Linked DNA regions of Zea mays: region 2 is linked to region 1. Evidence: chromatin contacts called from public Hi-C data. All regions are on one chromosome and are shown on one strand. The core of a region is the stretch at or near the end of the contact, and the rest is flanking DNA. Distances in the headings are between cores, read along the strand shown.

The links. A called contact is a pair of places that touch in the nucleus more often than the background predicts.
Region 2: a Hi-C map of ear shows a contact between it and region 1, with 1.9 times the contacts expected there. The contact joins the enhancer-like site here to the promoter of LOC100284498 in region 1. A contact is called at or near these places in 7 of 25 Hi-C or Micro-C datasets (ear, endosperm, leaf and 3 more).

What each region holds. Positions count from the first base shown.
Region 1 is chr9:112,268,041-112,272,570 of Zm-B73-REFERENCE-NAM-5.0, forward strand. LOC100284498 (CASP-like protein 2C3) reads right to left here and starts at 2,694. Exons shown (of 3, transcript NM_001366700.1): 1 at 2,316-2,694; 2 at 2,081-2,225; 3 at 1-40. The coding sequence starts at 2,482.
Region 2 is chr9:112,455,802-112,460,331 of Zm-B73-REFERENCE-NAM-5.0, forward strand. No RefSeq gene overlaps it. Among protein-coding and RNA genes, the nearest start is that of LOC100502532, 86 kb to the right of the region's middle. Within about 2 kb of position 2,675, at least 4 of the 20 cell types and tissues checked have an H3K27ac peak or open chromatin away from gene starts, as enhancers often do. A contact at or near this core is called in ear, where this site is marked.

The DNA.
Region 1 (4,530 bases), core at 1,444-3,943:
CCGCCGCCACCGTCGTCGCGAACGTCGTGTACGCGCACGCCTGCGGCCACAGAGTTAACTTGCGTGTACAAGAGGCCACCGTGCTCGCGGTCGCGGCACAGCGGAAACATATATGAGTAGAGTACGGAGGACGGCGCTATTTATGGTGAGTTGTTGTTTTTTTTTGTTGTTGACTTGCTGTAGCTGTGTGTCCTTGTGGTTTAGTAGCCGTGCGTGCTGTTTGAGTGCTGATTTTTCGCCGGTTCATGACGGGTCCTTCTCCAGCGACCGTGTGTAAACTCGAGGTGTTTCTGTTTCCTATGGCTTCATTCCTATTGCCTTGAGCAGTCAGTGCGCTGTGTCTTAAACAAACGGGTAATTCGCTGGAGCATCGGAGCCACTGAACTAGCTGGTATGGACCTCGAGTTTTATTCTATTTTATTTTTCATATGTTAATTCGTAGTAGTAGTGGTAGTTGAAACGGATGCTGAAGAGGTTGCATTATAGACAACCACATACAGCAAGCAAAGCCGCTTCTTATTAATGGGCGCGCGGATGGCCAATCTTGGTGTGCTTAATGAGACCACAGTGATGCAGATGAGAGGTGCAGCAAACGCTCTCTTAAATTTCAATCATGTATGGCGAACAACCCATTTCTGTAGGGATGAACACCTTTGTTTATTTTATTTTATTTTATTTTTTAAAAAATCATTGTACGTAGAAGGAGGACTGATGAGCGCTTTGTATATACAATTATACAAATAACATTTCAATGCAGCTGCATGTATGGGGGCCTGACAAGTGTACGTTGGAGCAGAGTACAGTGTAGTGTCATGCATGCTGCCGTGTGCTATAGGTAACACAGCTGTCGGATGAAAGGTGCTAGTCACTAATTCCAAAATGAACCAGTCCTTCCTCGCAAGGATAAATTAACTTTCAATCTTATCTCAGGTTAAATCATTTTAGGCTCCACCAAATCTATAAAAAACAGTAAGATTCATGGCACTTAATTAATATACACAGTCCACAGATACATCGTAGACTATATTTTCATGATATGATGCTCATTTAGTGTATTTATATTTTTTCTAGGAATTTAATCATTTAAAAAAATAAAAACAAGTGATTTAAGGTAGCTCAAGGAATTTAATTGTTTAGAAACAGTGTGAATGTTATATAACTACGGGATGTTCTTTTCAGAGCATATTCAAGTAACTGACTAAAAGCAGAACAGTACTCTGATGCTACTATGTGTCTAACGAGAGACGACATCGACACAACAACGTACGAATGAATGCCCAGGCTTGTGAAGCAAAGGGTTGGCTACTCGACTGTAGCCTAGTGCTGGATATCGAGTCAGCCAGACTCAGCTCGTTAAGGTAACAAGAGCTAGCTTGGTTTGACTCGTTAGTGAACCGAGTGAAAGAAGGCACAACTCGTTAAGGTAACGAGAGCTGATTTGGTTTGGCTCGTTAGGAAAACGAGTGAAAGAACAAGCTCCAATCGACATATTTATAAGCTCGAGCTGACTCATTTAGCTTGCGATCCAAAAAACAATATATATATATATATATAACAATATAATTAATTAATAGTTAATTCTAGACCAAGTTGACACTAAAAAAGTAATAATATTTACAATTTCATATAGCACATCAATATAACACCGATTTAACAAAGTTCAATCACTTATTAGTTCATCTAATATAAATACGGACTTTGTTTTTTAATAAATAATTGCTCGTTAGAGCTAACGAGCTGACTCATTGATAAACCGAGCTAATATGCTAGCTCAACCTGATAAAATTGAAATGAACCGAGTTAGTTAAGTCGAGTTAAGCTAGCCATGAACCGAGTAAGTTAACAAGCCACAAGTATTTTGTACTCTAAAGTTTGCACAGATTGAGCAGTTTCGTCTGATTTACTATGGGTGTGTGTTTCATTCCATTTGATTGGTTTACGTCGTCATTTAATCGTGAGAGTGGCCAAAAGGGGACATCCGAAGATTCTTGCAAGGAAAGGCGGAACCAAAGAAAAACTTCCTTTGATCGGAAGGAGATGGCGCAAGAAGCGCGGATGGAGCTGTTGGCCCTTTACTTACCTTGTCGAGCAGGAGGCATGTCCAGGCCAGAGCCCTGCTGCTCCGGCGGCAGGGGCGCGCGCCGCCGACGCGGCCGAGGTAGAGGCACTTGAGCAGCTGCAGCAGGTGGTAGCCCGCCGCTGCCGCGGCCGCCATGGCCAGCACCCTGCGGCAGGGCAGAGAGGTTAGAATCCATGCGATGCGCACGGACACAGCAGCAGCGCCGGTGATCCGGAAAGCTGTTAGTACTAGTTACCAGAGGGCCTGGACGTCCTTGACGGTGGCCTTCTTCCTGACGAGCAGCACCGTCTCCGTCTGCGTGCTGAGCCCCACCAGCAGCGCGGCCGCCGCGGCCAGCGCCGCGCACGCGCCCCGCAGGAGGCCCTCGGCCTTCACCTCCGACACCCTCGCCGCGGCCGCCATCGCTCTGCTACCAGTAGCTGCGACTGCAAGCCCTTGCCACGATCGATTCCCCTGCGGCTGCAGGCAGGCGCGAGGCGCGTGAAGAACGCTGGCTAGCGCTTGTGACCAGTCGTGGGCGTGGGCGTGGGCGTGGGCGCGCGCGGGACGTGCCGAGCGAGAGCGGGCACCCAGTGGTTTTCGGCGGCGTTTCCCCCACGCGACGCGACCCCTGCAGGCGAGTCCGGATCCACCTCCGGTCTTATAGCCAGGCAAACCTGGGCACGGTCGGCGTCGCACGGTTGATGGGATCCAAAAGGACATGCGGCGAGCTGGCGGCAGTTAAATGGGATGGGATTATGGGAATATGGGATCCCAGAAGGACACGGCTAGTACAGTAGTAGTAGGAGTGCCGTTTTTACGGCAGGGGACAGACTAGCCGTGTCGTGTGACTGTAAGTAAACATGGGGCCTATTGCTGCCATATGGCATCCAGCAGGCACTCGAACCCACCGCACGTACCGGTACAGAGTTCACGTGCATCAGTGTACTAGGAAACGTGCGGAGCCATCAATCGTCGTCTTCAGTTGCAACGGTGGAGCGGAGGCAGGCAGCTAGAGCGGATCGGAATCTCGGAGGCTAGTATAGCAAATGCAGGCTGCTCCAACGCAACGCAGTGCAACTGCCCGGAGCACGACGTTTTGCTGTAGGATAGCGCACTGTGCAAGTCCGCCTCGATCCCGTGCTGCGTTCCGTCGCCTTCGCCTTTGCCATTGGCACAGGACGTTTCCTTCTCCGACAGCTCGCCGGAAAGGTCTAATCCGCCGGACGCAGCCGTCCGCAGAGCACCATAACCTGTCTGTCACTTCACCCGAATCATATAATCTTGGCCTACGCCACGCCAGCCGAGTTCTTGGGCTTTTGAGGTCTAGTCTGATAGTCTCCACTCTCTAGGACAAGGGCGGTAAGGTTTCCTGGTTTCCTGCGCGAATCAGACGAGGCTCGTGGTGGTGCCAGAATCGTTTCGTGCAACATCTCAATTCTCAAGCGACGCCTTACCATTAACAACCACAATGCAGGCTCAATTTATTTTGAGCGGCCTGGTTAAGAGTCGTTGCAGATAGTTTTTTCTCTAAGGACTAGTTTGGTGGACCGATCTATTTAATAGTGTTGTGGCTCAAGCTGACACTATTCAAAACGGGCTCGTACCGGTCTGACACGAGAGCCGTGTCGTGTCTAGGCTGTCACCTTGGCCCGTAGTACTGATCTAATCCGACACTATTATATTTTTGTTTTTGTATTAACAACATTTATATATTTACATTACCTATTCGACTTACAATATAATTGAATTCCAGTTCGATTGGTTAGTAGAGTGCGACATCCTCCATTACGAAATTTGTGGCTTTAGCTTCTAATTGTATTTCTGCGTAGACTACATTTGGTACAAAAGTTAAGACTTTACAATGGTTACAATGCGTCGTGGCCTGGCCCGTGGTCGCACGACCGTATGAGTTCGGCGGCCTTGGAGTATTGGATTTGCGCCTCATGGGCTTGGCTCTTCAGGTTCGATGGCTTTGGCTTCAACGCAATCCCGCGGACGATGGCCGGGCCTGGACGGAGCTACCTCTGAAGGTCGCCCCAGAAGTCCGGTGCCTGTTCCATGCGTCTGCGAACTTTGAGGTCGGCAACGGGCAGCGGACGTTGTTCTGGAAGGACAGGTGGGTCGCCGGTTCGTCGGTCGAAGACATCACTCCTGCGCTGATTGGCCTCGTGGCCAAACAGACAAGATCGTCACAGTCCGTAGTCGTGGCCTTGCAAGGGAATCAATGGATCAGAGAACTGAGGGGAGGATTTTCGGTTCAGGCGATCTCTCAATACCTGAAGCTGTGGGACGCTGTGCGAGAGATCAACCTTTCTCCTTCGACCCCGGACAGGTTGTTGTGGCGTTGGTCGTCTGACGGCCATTTCAGTGTGCGATCGGCGTACCAGCTGCTCCATGAAGGCTCTCTCCACCTACCCGAGATCGCGATCGTGTGGAAGACGTGGGCGCCGTTGAGGGTCAAAATCTTC
Region 2 (4,530 bases), core at 1,425-3,924, 190 kb after region 1:
TTCAGGGTGAGTAGGTTGACTAGCAAAAGAGTTTCGTCCTCACTATCACTCGAATCACTCGAAGCATAATCATCTTCCGTATGACTGTGAGACATACCGAGCTATGGCAAACTTGATGAACTCAGAACAATGGGCGTACATTATGGTAGAGATTCATTGCATATATATAGGGGAGACATAAGCGGCTTCAGGCGGAAGCTGGGGGCTTGCATTCAAAGCCAATCGTGGCTTCCTTTGAAAGGCAACCGTGCCTTCCATTGTAAGCCACTCGTGGCTTCGTCCGTACGACTCGACGGTTTTTGTTGCAACGTAAGTGTCGTTCATTATATTCCGTCCCAATATATATGCAAACTTTTGGCATACCACAATTGTTAATTAATGTTTGCATTTACCAATTAATTGTTAAATGAAATGATGTATGCATTTTCAATTAAATGATAAATTTGTTGATTTATTCTATATTATGCGTAATGTATTTCAAATAATTAAATATAATGTTTTTGTTAAAAAAATCGAGCTGTTTAAGCCTAACGTAAAACAGAAAAGAATATAAATAAAAAGTGAAGTTGGTTATGTTAGTTATAGGGAAATGTATATTTAATAAGTAGAGAGATATGTATGGTAAAATTTAGAGGGAACAGTTACGGGACGAGTGAATATAGGGGAAGGAATCTTGCTGACGTGGCTGCATATTAAGATTTAGGGAAAAAAAATTAGAGGAACGCCTGCGGACAGCCTCAGGCGGCGAGCGCGCGCCGGCCGCGTGGACGAGCTGCCTACCAATCTCTCGCCTCCTCCCGTCCGCGAAGCGGTACGGTGCCGGGACCGCGAGTCAACGTCGATCACCTCCTCGAATGAAACTAGATAGAATACTTATATGAATATAAACTACTATAAATAAGTATTAGGACATATACAATTGAGAGCTTTTGTTTGGTTTTCTAGATATAAAAGATAGCTAGGAGACTACATGATACAACCGATAACCCCTACATCATAAATATAGTTAAGAGATAAAATGTATAGAGAGTCGTATAAATACGATCTCTTCACGAAGAACTCGTCTTATGTTTTTTTTCACTTTGCCCTCTTAAAGACCACTCAAGAGGCTCTCTAATTAATGGGGTTGTGCATGTCCTTATGTTATTCTCAACGATAGTTTCATTCACATTTAATAGTGTGTCATATCTGTATTTTAGATGGCATGGCATAGCATTTAATATGAATGAGTTTCATGTGATGAAATTAGTTTCATGGTGATGAAACCATGTCAACCCGTTTCCAAGGTCATGGAAACCGTGTGTAATTTTCATTGAGAGTGATTTGTTTAATCTTCACATATTTTACTAACTTTTATTGGTTATTTAGTTGCAACATTTAATTGTTATGTTAGTCTATGAAATAGTGAAATAAAATTTTGTATTGAAAGACATTGTTTCATTCTTAATTTTATCACACTTTTAATGATGTGACAGTGCTAGAAAGAGCAAATTGTCATTGAGAATAACCGTTTACGTATGCATATAGTTTGGAACATGATTGAAAGAGTTCATATATAGATCCAGGAGCTAAACGTTTTAGCTCTACAAAATTTAGATAAAAGAAAAAAAAGACAAATCCAGTGGCTAGACCGATAAATTTGGTAAGGCCAAGTTTGGATCCTTGAATTGAATTCAATTTTAATAATCGTAATTTAAACATAGATAAATTAAATAATATAATTTTATATAAAATATATTCATATACTATTGTTAGCCATACGGAGAAGGTATTTTTGTCTACATTTTTACTAGAGGCAAGCAAACCAAAGTGCGCGTCACAAGTTGAAAAGTAGAAATATATACTAGTGATGCATAAAATCAATTTCCTCCCTTTATTCTATGAATTTAGGGTAAGCTTAGATCAAAACTTTGAAAAGTAGTGGAATATCAAATTCTAAACTAAATAACCTAGTTTATTAAATAAATTTTATTTCCTTATTATTTCCTTCAAAATAAAGGTATCCAAATGGACTCTAATTGAACTCTTGAGGGATGTTCCAAATACACAGGTATAAGACAGGTTAAAATACGGTTTCCTTAACTAAAGTTTAGTTAGTGTCTCCACCTCGAGCATATAGAGCCAAGATATGGTCTTCGCTAAGAAATATGTCTTGAGTTTTTTCGATTGAAGATCATTATGCATGCCCGGAGGTTGCTCATTCATTTTGTTACAATCCATGTTCATTTTCTCGTCTATTGAGGCTGTGCGCAACGCTGCCCCTGGCAATCCCCCTCCCCTTGCATGCCGGCTGTAGGGGGCATCCTACGGCCGCAGCGGTGCCCCCTACAGCGCCCCCTACGTGTCGGCACCCTTATCTCTCCCCCCAGATTTAGCATATCACTGTTCATCACCCTAAACACTATGCTGTGGGTCCACGAGTAATTGTTAGTAGATAAAAAATTGATAGTTAATATAGAAAATGATATTTTATAGTTGTAGTGGGGTATAGGGGAGTATTTAGGGGGAATTGCCGCGGGAGATGAAAAAATAGGGGGGGAATAGGGGAAAAAGTGATATAGGGGAAAATTTTTAGGGGTAACGGTTGCGGATAGCCTGAATCGCCGCCTGGCTCCTCCGTTCACGGCTCTGTCGTCCAGCGCTTGTGCCGCCGTGCCGGTATGTCCCATGTCCCACACCTAGCCCTGTCGTTCAGCGCTGCGCAATATGCATGCTCTGTTGTCCCCTCCTCCCGGCTCCACGTCTGTCCGCTCCGTCCAAAACCCAACTGCCACAGTGCCACCTCACCTCTTCATCTGATCACGACAACCTGGATTCCATTGAAGGGTCTAGAAGAACGTAGAGAGAAAGATAGAGGATACATGGAAGAATTGAGGAAACTGGGGAAGGAAAATAAACAACAGCATTCTAACAATTTGATACCTCATCCTGGTGACAACACTGCTCCTTTGTATTGTTTCCCTTAGCACATGGATCGGCATGGGCCGTTAGACTCACATTCCCTAACAGCCCCGTCCCTCCTTCCTCGCACTTGCCCGTTCCACATCAGCCGCCACTGCACCCCCACCTTGTCTCCCCCCTGCATGGTTTTGCCGCCCTGCAACACGTTGGACCTGGACGTCGTTCCCCATGGCAAGGAAGATGAGCATGCCATGGTTGTTATGCATGTGTTCTTTTGGGCTCATGAATTCAACAACATAACAGGTCATTTCAATCAAAATCTCTAATTATTGGATCTGGAGCTGTAAGCAGAACCCATTTCTCACATGTACGACGATGACTCGATGAGTTGTGGGCAGCCCGGCAAGGTGAGGGCTGCATCATCCACGAGTGATAATTAAAGGAGACGAAATAAGAGCAAAGGTGGCGAGCTGAGGCAGTGACATGCCTAACAAAGCGAGTGCAGAAAAGAGGTCGACTAATGGTGGCGGGAGAGCCCAGCTGGGAGCCATCGACCACAGCGAGGACACATGTTAATTGAAATGTTTGCTAGCTGGTGGATGAATCTTCAGGTGTTGGCGGGCTATGGAGGCATAATAACCGGCCACCTACTGTGTCTCTCCTCAATCATCTTCATCCCCAAATATCTGTTTAATGTAAAAAAGTACAGTTATTTTGTTAACTTCTACTATAACATGGTTAGCAAAACAGCTATATGGAGGCATAGAGCAGCTATATGCACAAATGACACTAAAATTTTTTTTGAAGCCTTTGCATTATCCTATAACTCCTAAAAAATCTCACAAAGAAGCAAGCATCTGATCATCTACTTGTATTCTAATATTTATCCATAATAAACTTCTGATCTGAAAATCGGTAGCATGTGTGGTCTGCTGACAGCAATCTGCTAGAGCTCTATCGTTTGTTCTCCAGTCAACCGGCAGTGCTGTCCCAACAATCCTGAAGTCCGGACCCTCTTTCATTCTCGTCGATCCAACTGCTGGACGAAATCCGTCCAACGCTCTGTCCTCAAGCACTTCATTCTGCCACATGACGCACACCCATAATAAGCGGAATGAAGGAGATGCCATTTGCGAGGGTTGTCGTACATATGTTTGCCGACATCAGGGATGTCAGCAGAAATAGGGGTACCGAGGTTGGAGAGATCAGAAGCCGGGCCGATGCCACTGAGAAGCAGCAACTGGGGATTCCCCAGCGCAACTGCTGAGGGTTAGTTTGAAAACTTAAATCACTTCCACGAATTACGGGGATTGAGTGAAAAAAAATAGTTTATTTTTCTCTTAATTCTCGGAAATTCCAGAGGGAATTTAAGTTTTCAAATTAGAACTGAAAGTATAATCTTCCCACCTGGGCGCAGGAGGGCTTGACGCTGATCGAGGAGACGGTCCTGGTACACGACACCAATTGCTGCAACTGTTGGTCGTGGAGACCTTCCACGGCGCACAGCTGGCCAATACAACAAAATGGAAGTGGTTTGTTCAGTCGAAGTTGCGCAGGACAAAAAGAAAAAAAAGTTAAACTCCAAAGAGCTAAAATACTATACTTGTACAAAACAGTCCAATGACAAAA